Regions from separate parts of the Mus musculus genome. Here region 1 is linked to region 2. Evidence: chromatin contacts called from public promoter capture Hi-C data. All regions are on one chromosome and are shown on one strand. Each heading gives the region's core, a stretch centred on a gene start, on an enhancer-like site or on the middle of the called end of the contact. The rest is flanking DNA. Distances are from core to core; before and after follow the strand shown.

Region 1 (5,479 bases), core at 1,708-4,207, 76 kb after region 2:
TGTCTAAGGAAGTACACACTTTTGATAAGCTTTCAAAAAAGCTAAGAGAGGTACTTCATTTGAAACACACACACACACACACACACACACAAATATCATGTTTCTTAAAGTAATTACTTGGTGGATAAAATTTCTTTTGGTTGGAGGAGATCTCTATCTTGTAATTTTCATATCCTATAATTTTGTGCTGTGGGAAGGCATGCCCAGCTTGGTGTAGTGGTGTGCTGAAGGGTTCGAGCTGCAGTTATCAGACAAAGAAGGGAGCACATGTTTGGTATGACAAGCTCAGGCTCTGCTTTTTCCTGTGGGCTTCATCTTCCCAGCTTCAGACAAGGATTGGAGAAGAGGTTACATCAGGACACAGATGACTACAAATCCTGGCAGGGGAGGCTTGCTTTGAGATCATTTTATTGCTTTTATTTTATTCCAAAACAATCTTATAAATGGTCCTCTCAGCCTCTGGATATAAAAAAAAAAGCATAAGGCTGGGGCCAGCAAACATTCTGAGCCTGAGTTTGTGTCCTATCTGGGGTTGGCAGAGAACAGTTGCCTTAATAAATGGTTTACAGGGTCTCATTTGGGGTTATGTCTGGGCAGAGGTTATCAAGCCTGGGGTAAGGTTGAAGTCAGATGTGCTGGGCTAACCCAACCCTCTTACATGTCAAAGCCTGCCATTTCCAAAAGACAAGCAATGAACAGACTTCTATGTGTTTGGGTATAACACAGTCTGTCATAGCCCACGTGGCCTTTTGTATAGTAGGTAAATATCAGGGTTGAGTTGAGTGGACATTTCTAGCATACCAGTAGATTTCAGCCAAGGCCCTCATCTATACATAAGAACAGGACAGGGCAGAGAGATGCATTGCATCTTTGAAGATTCTCTAAACTCAAAATGAAAAGGGGTATGTCCTGAGAGACTTCAGATCTGAGTCCAGCAGAACCCATCCCACCACAGTCTAAAACGTGCCAAGGAGTCCCACATGCGACCTCTCTCTTTCTGACAGAATTCATCATTGCTGCCCTGTCTTGTTTCCTCAGTGCCTTCCCATTCACAGAGATGAGCCTCCTACCCTGACTGCTCATTGCTGTAATGACTGCTCATTGCTGCAGAAGCTTCTTTGTGGTTCCTTCAGGTCCTGAGACCCAACCTTGAGCTGAAGCCATTTCTCCTGACTGCCCTCCATGCAGCAGAGAGCTCGGGCATGAGGGAAGCGGCATTAAGAAGAAGAGGATTTCCTAAAGAAGGGCAGGGGGGGATGGAGAGGCCTTCACCTACCTGGAGGGAGCTGCTACTCTTCTTTGAAAGGTGCAAGCAGCTTTAGGACAACCAAAGGCCTTAAAGTATTCTTTTCCAAAAGCCTACACCCATAGGGTGGAGAGAAGTCAGTCAAGCTGGAGCTAGACCAGCATGAAGACTGAGTTTAATCCCCACAATCTATAGGTAAAGGCTGGCCATGGCAGTATAAACTTATGATCCCCGTGCTGGGGCCTCGAACAGCTGAATCGCTGGGATCACTGGCTGGCCTCCTCCAACTGGGAAGTTCCAAGTCAGCGAGACTCTGTCTTAATGACCATGTGGACAGGTGCTGAAGGGGACACGTGAGTTAGGCTCTGGCTTCCATACACATATGTAGGCACATACATGTGCGTTCACACATATGCACAAAATCTTATACACACACAAATAAATATATTTTAGAAATCATATAAAATAAATAGAAAGGAAGTGGGAAGGGGCTTGTTCTAGTTCCTCTAGAATTCTGCTTAGGATGAAAAAACAATTTTCACTCGCTCACTCTTTTTTTTTTTTTTTTTTAATTAAAAAAAAACCTGTGTTTGTTTATTTTCTGAGACAGGGTTTATCTGTGTAGCCCTAGTTATCCTGACACTCCCCCTGTAGACCAAGCTGGCCTCGAACTCAGAGGGCTAATAATGCAACACTGATAACAGCTTTATTCCCAACATCCACGAGGCAAAGCAACCCAACAGTCCACTAGCAGATGAACGTGTACACACAATACAGAAGAATATTCAGCCACAAAGCTGAAGGAGCTGTGAAGCATGCCACGGTATGGGTGAACCTTGAGGGTAGTGTGTTAAGGAAAACAAGTTAGACCAAAAAGGACAAGCCTCATGTGATTCCTCATATATGCAAAATCCAGGTAGAGTAAACTAGAGATAGCCAGGGACTCTAGGGAGTGGGAGGTGGGGGATGAAAGCTGGGGGGTAGGAATGAAGCGAATTCTATCTGTGATGATGATGAAAAGCTTTGAATATGGAAGGCATCATGTAAAATTAGGACCACAGTTAATGATGAAGACTCTCACAGTGGACAGAATGCCCAATTTTACATTTTATATATTTACCATAATGAAAATTCAAATGAAATATAATTAAGAAAAATATCAAGTATAGTTTGACCTACTTTTTGCTGAAATGTTCTTTTAATCTGACTCCAACCCCATCCTCCCAGCCAACAGAGCACACTGAAAGCATGGGTTCTCTACTGAAGGCTGCCCCAAATAGAAAGCTATGTGAACCTCCACCCAGTGTGTTGGAGCAGGTCAGCCCTCAGCCCAGGTCATGAGCTTGTCATGAATGAGCAAGACACAGAGCTTATGGGTCACTTCCTGGCCACGGTCTGGGAAAGAAGAGGCAGATGAGACCCGGTTCTGACTGCAGAGCCAGGCAGCTCCAATGAACAAGGTGACCTAGAAGTGCTTCCATCCTGGCTAGGAGCTCAGCTGACTTGCTTTATTAGCACGTGGGTGGGGTACTGTGGACATCACTGGAATGACTATGGGACGTCTCACAGGAATATACTTTAGTTAAGTGTCCACTTGGGTTCATGCAGTCTTTTAAATGTGGACTGTGGGAAAGTAGCTCAGGGCTTCCTGTTCTTCTCCTGTGTCCTGTTTACCATTTAAAGACTGTGCCTTGTCGCCTAACCAAGGCAGTAACCAGGGCTGTTCACATTTTCTCTGTATTCTTCCCAACTCAAACTACGTTTGCCATCTAGTGAGTAATCCTTGGCATTGCAGCAGTCTCCCTCAAATGCCTCATTTCTCAGCCATTGACTTTTCATACTATGGTCCCTTTGATAGTCACTTCTGCCCTGTGTTGTCATGAATATATGGACATTCAGACCCACCTGTCAGGTTTGACCATTAGAACAGAGAAAATTCTCACAAGAAGGGTCTCTTCCTCTGTTCACAAGAAGACGAACTATGACCATTAGGTATAATAAATGGTTTAAGCAGGATGACCCTTGAGAATTAGCCAGCAGAGAGAATGTGCTCAAGCAAACTGTATTTGTGCACTGTGAGGTATCCAGCATCTCTCTCAAGCTTTCTCTCTTTCCCGTGTATTCCTAAGCAAAGCCAGAAGCTTTAAGAGTTTGGGACTCTCGCTGTACATGTTGCCTAGTGGGCTATCTAGCCTGTGGTCAAGGATAGCTATAAAGTCAGCCTGATGCAAAATGTTAAACTCACACAAAGCACTATGAGAGGGTTTTCACTAACTCCATTTTACCATTCTCCAGCATAGCCTTAGTCGATGACAATGTCCTGCCTTGGTGTCAAAAGGCTTGATGTGTCTATCAGAGCATAGCATTCTGGGCTTCTGAATACACATCAAAAGAAAGAGCTGCATTTTCTTCTATTGTTCTAGCTGTCATTAAGAAGCTTCGGTTTCCTATAAAAGGTGGCCTGAAGATACTGTGTTCTATAAGCTGGGGATTTGAAAATGAACACTGGCTGGGACTTGCTCAGTGGGTAAAAGGTGGTTGTCACACATGTCTGCTGACTTAAGTTCGGTCTCAAGAGTCCATGTGAAAGAACAGTGGGAGGCGAGAACCAGCTCCATAAAGTTGTTCTCTGAACTCCTCACATGGGCTGTAGCGTGTGTGCCTATGCTCCATATATACAATAATAGTCCTTTTTTAAAATAAAGTACGGGCCATTGAGATAGCCCAAACGGTAAAGATGCTTGCTGCCCAGAGCAATACTCTGAATTCAATCTCCAGGATTCACATGGTAGAAAGAGACAAGTGAGTCTCACAAGTTGTTTTCATACTCTCTCTCTCTCTCTCTCTCTCTCTCTCTCACACACACACACACACACACACACATACACACACCTGTGCATAAATGTTTTAAAAATAAAATAAAAAATAACAACTAGTCACTCAGAATTCTTGAAGAATTCCCAGTAACATTCTCTGGCTGGAACCTTAGCATTCCTAAATACCGATGACTCTGTTTTGAAAAACATACTGAATCTTATGTGTATATTTGCTTCTAAGACATAGGTACCGGTACCCCCACAGTTATGAATCAAATGCCCACAATTTGCCAAGCTGTGGACTGCATAACTTAATAGTAATTATGTATATATATATATGTCTATGTATCTATGTCTGCACATATGGATACACATATTTAAATAAAATCCTATTTAAAATTACATAGTCTCATTATGGTAACACCCTTTTCTAAACTTTGGTATAAGTCACTTCCTACACCCTCTTTCATGAGATCAGCAAGATTTATTTTAAACTGCCTTCTGTCCTGCAAAGGATGATGAATGGAGAAGCGGAAGCAGACACGTTTCCCTCTTTACTGCCCAATTAAGTGTACCATACAGCATAGCGCTCAGATCCCATAGTGATAGCTGGGATCCAAGAGTCATCCAAGCTGAGTGAGGAAGGCTGTATGGAGGCATTTCGTTTGTCCCCAAAGCCCCATGGTCTGCTTGGATGGTGATGTAGCTGCTACTTGGTTTTATTTCTTTATTTTTCTTTTGCAGGGAAGGCCAGAGATATCGGGTGTACATTGTGATACCGCTGCTGCCGGGATTCGAGGGAGACATTTCCACAGGCGGGGGGAACGCTCTACAGGCAATAATGCACTTCAACTACAGGTACCCTGAACACCAAGGAGGGAGCTACAGTGTTTCTACTTATTTGCTCAGTAATGCGCTTTTAAACCTTAGTCTTTACAGGGTAATGAAATTCAGATGTCGCAGTTATCCATGGTGGCTCTGTCAAGTATAACAGCACCAAAAAACTAGTCATTCTGTGTATGTCTCTTTCTGTCTCTGTCTGTGTCTCTGTCTCTTTTCCTTCCCTCCCCTCCCCTCTTCTCCTTTCCTTCCCCCTCTCCATCTCACTATGTGCTGCCTGGAACTTGCTATGTAGACCAGGTTGACCTTGAATTTCAGAGACACTCCTGCCTCTGCCTCCAGAAGGCCCAGCTAGTGCCTCTTTTGTATTCGTTTTAATATATCATATTAGTGAAAAATATCTATGCACTAATCCCTTTATTGTTTCCAGGAAGTAGAGAAAAATAAAACAGGAGAAGTAAGTGCGAACACAATCCAGGTACAGTTTGAGCGCTTTCAGTTAGAGCAGAGAGGACAACCTGAATATGTTCTTTGTGTTTTACACTTTTCTAATCATCCTTTTAGGAGTTATGAGGGG
Region 2 (5,030 bases), core at 555-3,054:
TTTCATTTAGAGTTGTTATCTTATTTGAAATCTATAGAGTTGTGTACTAAATGCTTTTTGAGATGTGTTAGCATAAAATGCTACTTTTCAGTTTGGCGTGACTGTATGCATGTATTTGAGTCTCGTGATTTCATGAAAGAGTGTGATTGACATGTGTTGATTGGCATGTGTTGCCTCATTGCCCTAAGCCTGTAACCCACATCTCATACTTACATATCTTGACATGTTTGAACCAGACAAGATACGTTTTACTAAGAAGTCTTTTTCATTTTCTTTTAACAAATCTTCCTTCCTTTTCTTGAAAAAAAAATTTGTTGTAGTATATCTTTGAATTAATTAAATGTAAAATTAAAAAAAAAAACAGGTTTGGGTTAAAAAGAAAAGATTTAAAGTAACCAATTCCGGAGTTGCTAAGGCTGTGCGTGGCTCAGTTGGTAGAGGGCTTGCCTAGAACACCCAAGTCCTGTGTTCAATTCCGAGTCTCACATAAGCCAGGTGTTTTGACATGCCTGTAATCCCAGCTCTGGAAGATTAGAAGTATAAGGCTATCCTTGGCTACATAACAAAGTTGAAGTCGGCCTTGTCTATATGGAACATTGTTTTAAACAAAGAAACAAAACTTACTTATTAGGAGTAATCGTGTTCTGATAAGTATGGAGGATTAAAAACTCAGCTCTGGTCTTGTCAGCACTAAGATTAACCTGCCACCTTGGCCTAGGGAACAAGCCTAGGGCCGTGCCTGAGAGGAGTTTGCTAGATTAGGTCTATTGAGGGGGGAAGAACCACCTTAACCATGACTAGCCCCCATTTGTAGGGTTCTGGACTGAATAAAATGAGTGAGCTGAATGCCAGCATTCACCATGCTGCCTCAGACTGTGAGTGCAGCGTGATCAGGCAGCTCCCATGCTTGCGCCATGGTGGACTGCATCTCTTCAAACTGTAGGTCAGAATAGACTCGTTCTCATCAGGTATTGTGTCACAATGACAAAAACAACTACAAAGACCTAAGCATAGTAAAAGTTAAATATTAAGAGCAAGAAGAGGTTTAGCTAACACTCCAAGAGAACAGTGGGTAGTGTGCATACTACTTAACGATAGAGCATAATAAAATGACTAACATATGTTAAAGTGAGACCTGATGTCATCATTGTCACTGCTGAAAATTTCTACAGACATGATTATGTTCAACCGTATCCAAACTATTTTTTATTGTAGAAGCAACTGGAAGATTACTTGACAAAAATACTAAAAATGCCCATGTACAGAAACTATCATGCCACGGTAAGTACCCTTTGGTGGAGTGGTCTTGCAGAGACCTAGAAGACCCTAAAGGGTAGCTCACTTTTGGGTATTCCATGAACATAAGTGCTTTGAGTTCCTGAGTTACACTGAATTAATGAATACAAAATTGCTTGGAGAGTCTCGATCCAGTTTATAACGATGACGTTGATATTTTTATAATACTGAGTAGATCTTGATAATGTCTGTAGCAACAGATTCAAATGAAGTTGAAATGCTACTATGGGCTAGAAATCTAGCAATCAGCCCTTTTCTCTCTACAGGTTTTTAGAATGAAACCAAAAAGCATTTCAATGCAGACTGTCAAGCAGGGTTGCGTACCCCAGATTAGACAGCGTAATTTGATTGCCACCTGATTGGCTCATGTATTCTTCTGATAGTGAGAAGCGTGGGAAACCAGGGAGAGAAAGACCTCTTGCAAAAAGAACAGAGAGAAGGTTGGTAGGCTTTGGAGCCACAAAGACTGAGCCTGGGAGGGCTGCAGCCAGCCTGCAGGAGGAAGCAGGCTTTGCAGTGTCAGCAAACAGAGAGCTTTGCTTTTGAAGAGGCCCTTGAATGGGGAGTGGGGTGTTTTTCAAAGATTAGCTTTCAGTTCTGCGGAGGTCTGAACAATGGCGACTATCTGGATTTTAATATTTCTCTCTGGCAGCACAGACAGTTGCTGTGAGGTTGTCCACACAGAAGTGTTGCACGTAACATGTATGAAATTCACACAGGTGCTACTTGGCCTCCAAGCTTAGAGAGTGGTGGACATGAACTGAGGAAGGGAGAGGAAGTGAGAGTGCTTGTCTCTGCTGTTTCCTGTGCGGGAGCTTCCCTACTGCTGTCTGCAGGTCTCCCTGTACACACACACACACACACACACACACACACACACACAGCCTCTGGTGTGGTGGCCTACAGTTCGGTGCCCATGGACTTGAGAAGCCTTTCAAGGCTTTGTAAGCCTGGAGACAAAGGAAACCTAGCCATTTGAGTCTCACCTGAGACTCTCAAGAGGAGGCTGATGTGAGAGGGGTCTTATTCCATCTTGTGGTGGCGAAATCACGTAATGGCTAACCCCTTGCTGATTTTAGGAGGAATGCAGCACTTAGCTGTGCTCTCTGAGCTCGGATACGTTATCCTCCTGATGCAGAGTCTTGCAAAGTTGACCTAACTCCCATACGCAGCACCCCCTCTCCCTTGTTTTTCTGCCCATGGCTTGACCTACACCCTTTCTCTGGACTTAAGAGCAGCACGTGTTGAGTTCACTCTTCTCTCGTTCTGTCTGCCTTACTACATTTTAGATTGTGATATTGAACAAGGAATTGGATATATTTTAAAGCGATGTTTAGTTTAATTACTTTTTCAGTCATAAAAATCTTAATTTGAAGCCACATTATGTTTATAAACCCCACGGTACCTTATAAGCATTGCTTTGGGAGGAGAAAAACCATCTCACAACCTGATGAATGTTCCCTTCCTGCTTGTATCTGATGGGTGGCCAGATACGCCCTTCAAAAGTTGAATCTGCCATGATTCACTGATATTTTCCTTCATGGTAAATTTCACCCAGTCTCAAGACTAGATACATAGGCCATATGTCATTTTGAAAAATTAGGTTACTATCTATGTATTTCCTGTAATAACTGAGAAATATTAAGTAAGCCCCAACTACAAAGGGCATTTTCTATTTATTTATTTATTTTACAGATGTAACATGCTTATACTTTATAAAGCAAGCCTGTTTGAAGTTAACTCAAGTCTTTTTCTTTTTTGCATGGTATATGCATGCATTTGTAGGGGTCACATATGTGCATGTATAGAAGCCAGGCGTTAACATCCTAGGGCTTCCTCCATCTATCTCTGACTGACCTTTTGAGACAAGATCTCCCCCTGAACCCGCATATCATCCATTAGCAAGGCTGGGCATCCATTGAGCTCCCATCTCCCAGGTCTGGGATCAAAGGCCTTCGCCGCCATAGCCAGCATTGTCTATAGGTGCTGGGGTCAGGTTCTTCAGTTTACATGGTCAGTACTTTACCCACTGAGCCTTCTCCTGAGCCCTGAACCTCTTCTGGATTCCCAAGAACTGCACAAACCAGCTACGGTGGTGTGTACCTATAATCCCGGAACTCCAGAGATAGAAGGAAGCAAGGAAATCACAAGCCAGCTACATGGTTTGAGGTCAGCATGGGCTGACTTCACAAAGATGAGACTCCATGTCAAGAAACAAACAAAAAGCATACTGTCTCCGGAGCCTGGTTTTTTGGTTTTTTGTTTTTTTCCCAGAAGTTTGGATGATTCTCATCAGGAGGATTTGGCACGTAAATTACCACGCTATGGCACACTTTGGCACAGATAAAGGACTTGAAAGAACCAGGAAAGATGTGCTGTGATAGTATTGGTGAGAGAGGACTAAGTCAGAGGGAGCTGGGCAGGGCTTCAATGCACTGGGCGTTAGTTGGCTCAGAGGCTTTTGAAGTCAACCATGTCTGGTCTTTCCTCTTCCTTTTGAACGGCCCTTTGTTGACTTTTCATGTGCGGAGAACTATAGTCTCATCCAGGATCGGGAAGATTGCTTTGTATTTATTTCTTCCTTGCAGCTCTGACAGAGTAGCCTAGCATTTAAAGGGACTCCTAGGATTCCCCCCAGGAGACTGCCTCCTTCAGTTCTCCTCAGAGGGAAGGAGAGGTTTATCAGATACATTGGTGAGGACGGCATGTAGGCTGGTGGCCACAAAGCAGAGACAAGTCTGATATAGGTTCAGGTAATGTTTGATGAGTTTCTTACCCTTTGGACCTGTGGGTGGCAAAGATTGCACATTTAAGTTTTGATAGTCACAAGGAAGTTAGGTCAGGCGCAGCGATGACAAAGGTACACTAAAACTGTCCAAGAAAATTTGGCCCTGGTCTGCAATACTGTATAATTAGTTACTCTACATTGCAGAATCCTTAATGCAAGGGCAGCTTCCCCCTCTTTCCATCCTCCTTTTTGAGAACTATCACAGTGGATTTCATTTCCCTTGACACAATCTGGGCATTTTAGGTGCTGACTGGAAAATGCTTTTCTCCCAGGGAATTAGAGGAAGCCAGATAAGTAACAGTAAATGTGTTTTTTCCCCTTAAGATTAAAATCTGGACATAGAACACAATGCCCAGTTTCTTTTCTTTTTTGGGGGTGGGTGGGGGGTGGAGACAGGGTTTCTCTGTGTAGCCCTGGCTGTCTTGGAACTCACTTTGTAGACCAGGCTGGCCTCGAACTCAGAAATCTGCCTGCCTCTGCCTCCCAAGTGCTGGGATTAAAGGTGTGCGCCACCACACCAGGCTTTTTTTTTTTTTTTTTTTTTTTTTTTTTTTTTTTTTTTTAATGCCCAGTTTCTAAGAAAAGGCCATGAAGTGATGGGAGCCCATGGCAGGTAGCCCTCAGTGTTGGTCATCCCCTCTCTACTGAGATGCCTTCTCTCCAGGGTGGAGATTAGCTGGAAATCTTAGATAAAACACCATAACTCCCTCCCCGCCCTGAGATCAATAATTCTGAGTTCACTTCTCCCTCCCATTGTAGGGCAAGTAAAATTAACTCAAGGAGAGGAATAGGTAAGGAATACAGAGGCACAGTTTCCATGGCAACAGAGAGAAGCTGAGCCAACTTGAAAGGCTGCATTTTCTAATGAAGTTGTGGGTGTGTGCTGTTTTTCATGACCAAACCTTAGATCCTGGAGGGACCATAAGCCATTGTCCAGCCTCTTTCT

The links. Capture Hi-C pulls out chosen DNA fragments and counts their contacts.
Region 1: a promoter capture Hi-C map of adipose tissue shows a contact between it and region 2. The contact joins two enhancer-like sites. A contact is called at or near these places in 2 of 484 Hi-C or Micro-C datasets (granulosa cells and nephron progenitors), 3 of 115 datasets of contacts at active chromatin or transcription factors (all in embryonic stem cells) and 4 of 9 other capture datasets (adipose tissue, embryonic stem cells, liver and 1 more).

What each region holds. Positions count from the first base shown.
Region 1 is chr3:28,104,929-28,110,407 of GRCm38.p6, forward strand. It overlaps Pld1 (phospholipase D1), which reads left to right. Exons shown (of 27, transcript NM_001164056.1): 22 at 4,807-4,920. Among named protein-coding and RNA genes, the nearest start is that of Gm42196, 69 kb to the right of the region's middle. Within about 2 kb of position 2,958, at least 33 of the 459 cell types and tissues checked have an H3K27ac peak or open chromatin away from gene starts, as enhancers often do. A contact at or near this core is called in adipose tissue, where this site is marked.
Region 2 is chr3:28,030,022-28,035,051 of GRCm38.p6, forward strand. It overlaps Pld1 (phospholipase D1), which reads left to right. Exons shown (of 27, transcript NM_001164056.1): 7 at 1,216-1,281. Among named protein-coding and RNA genes, the nearest start is that of Pld1, 94 kb to the left of the region's middle. Within about 2 kb of position 1,805, at least 39 of the 459 cell types and tissues checked have an H3K27ac peak or open chromatin away from gene starts, as enhancers often do. A contact at or near this core is called in adipose tissue, where this site is marked.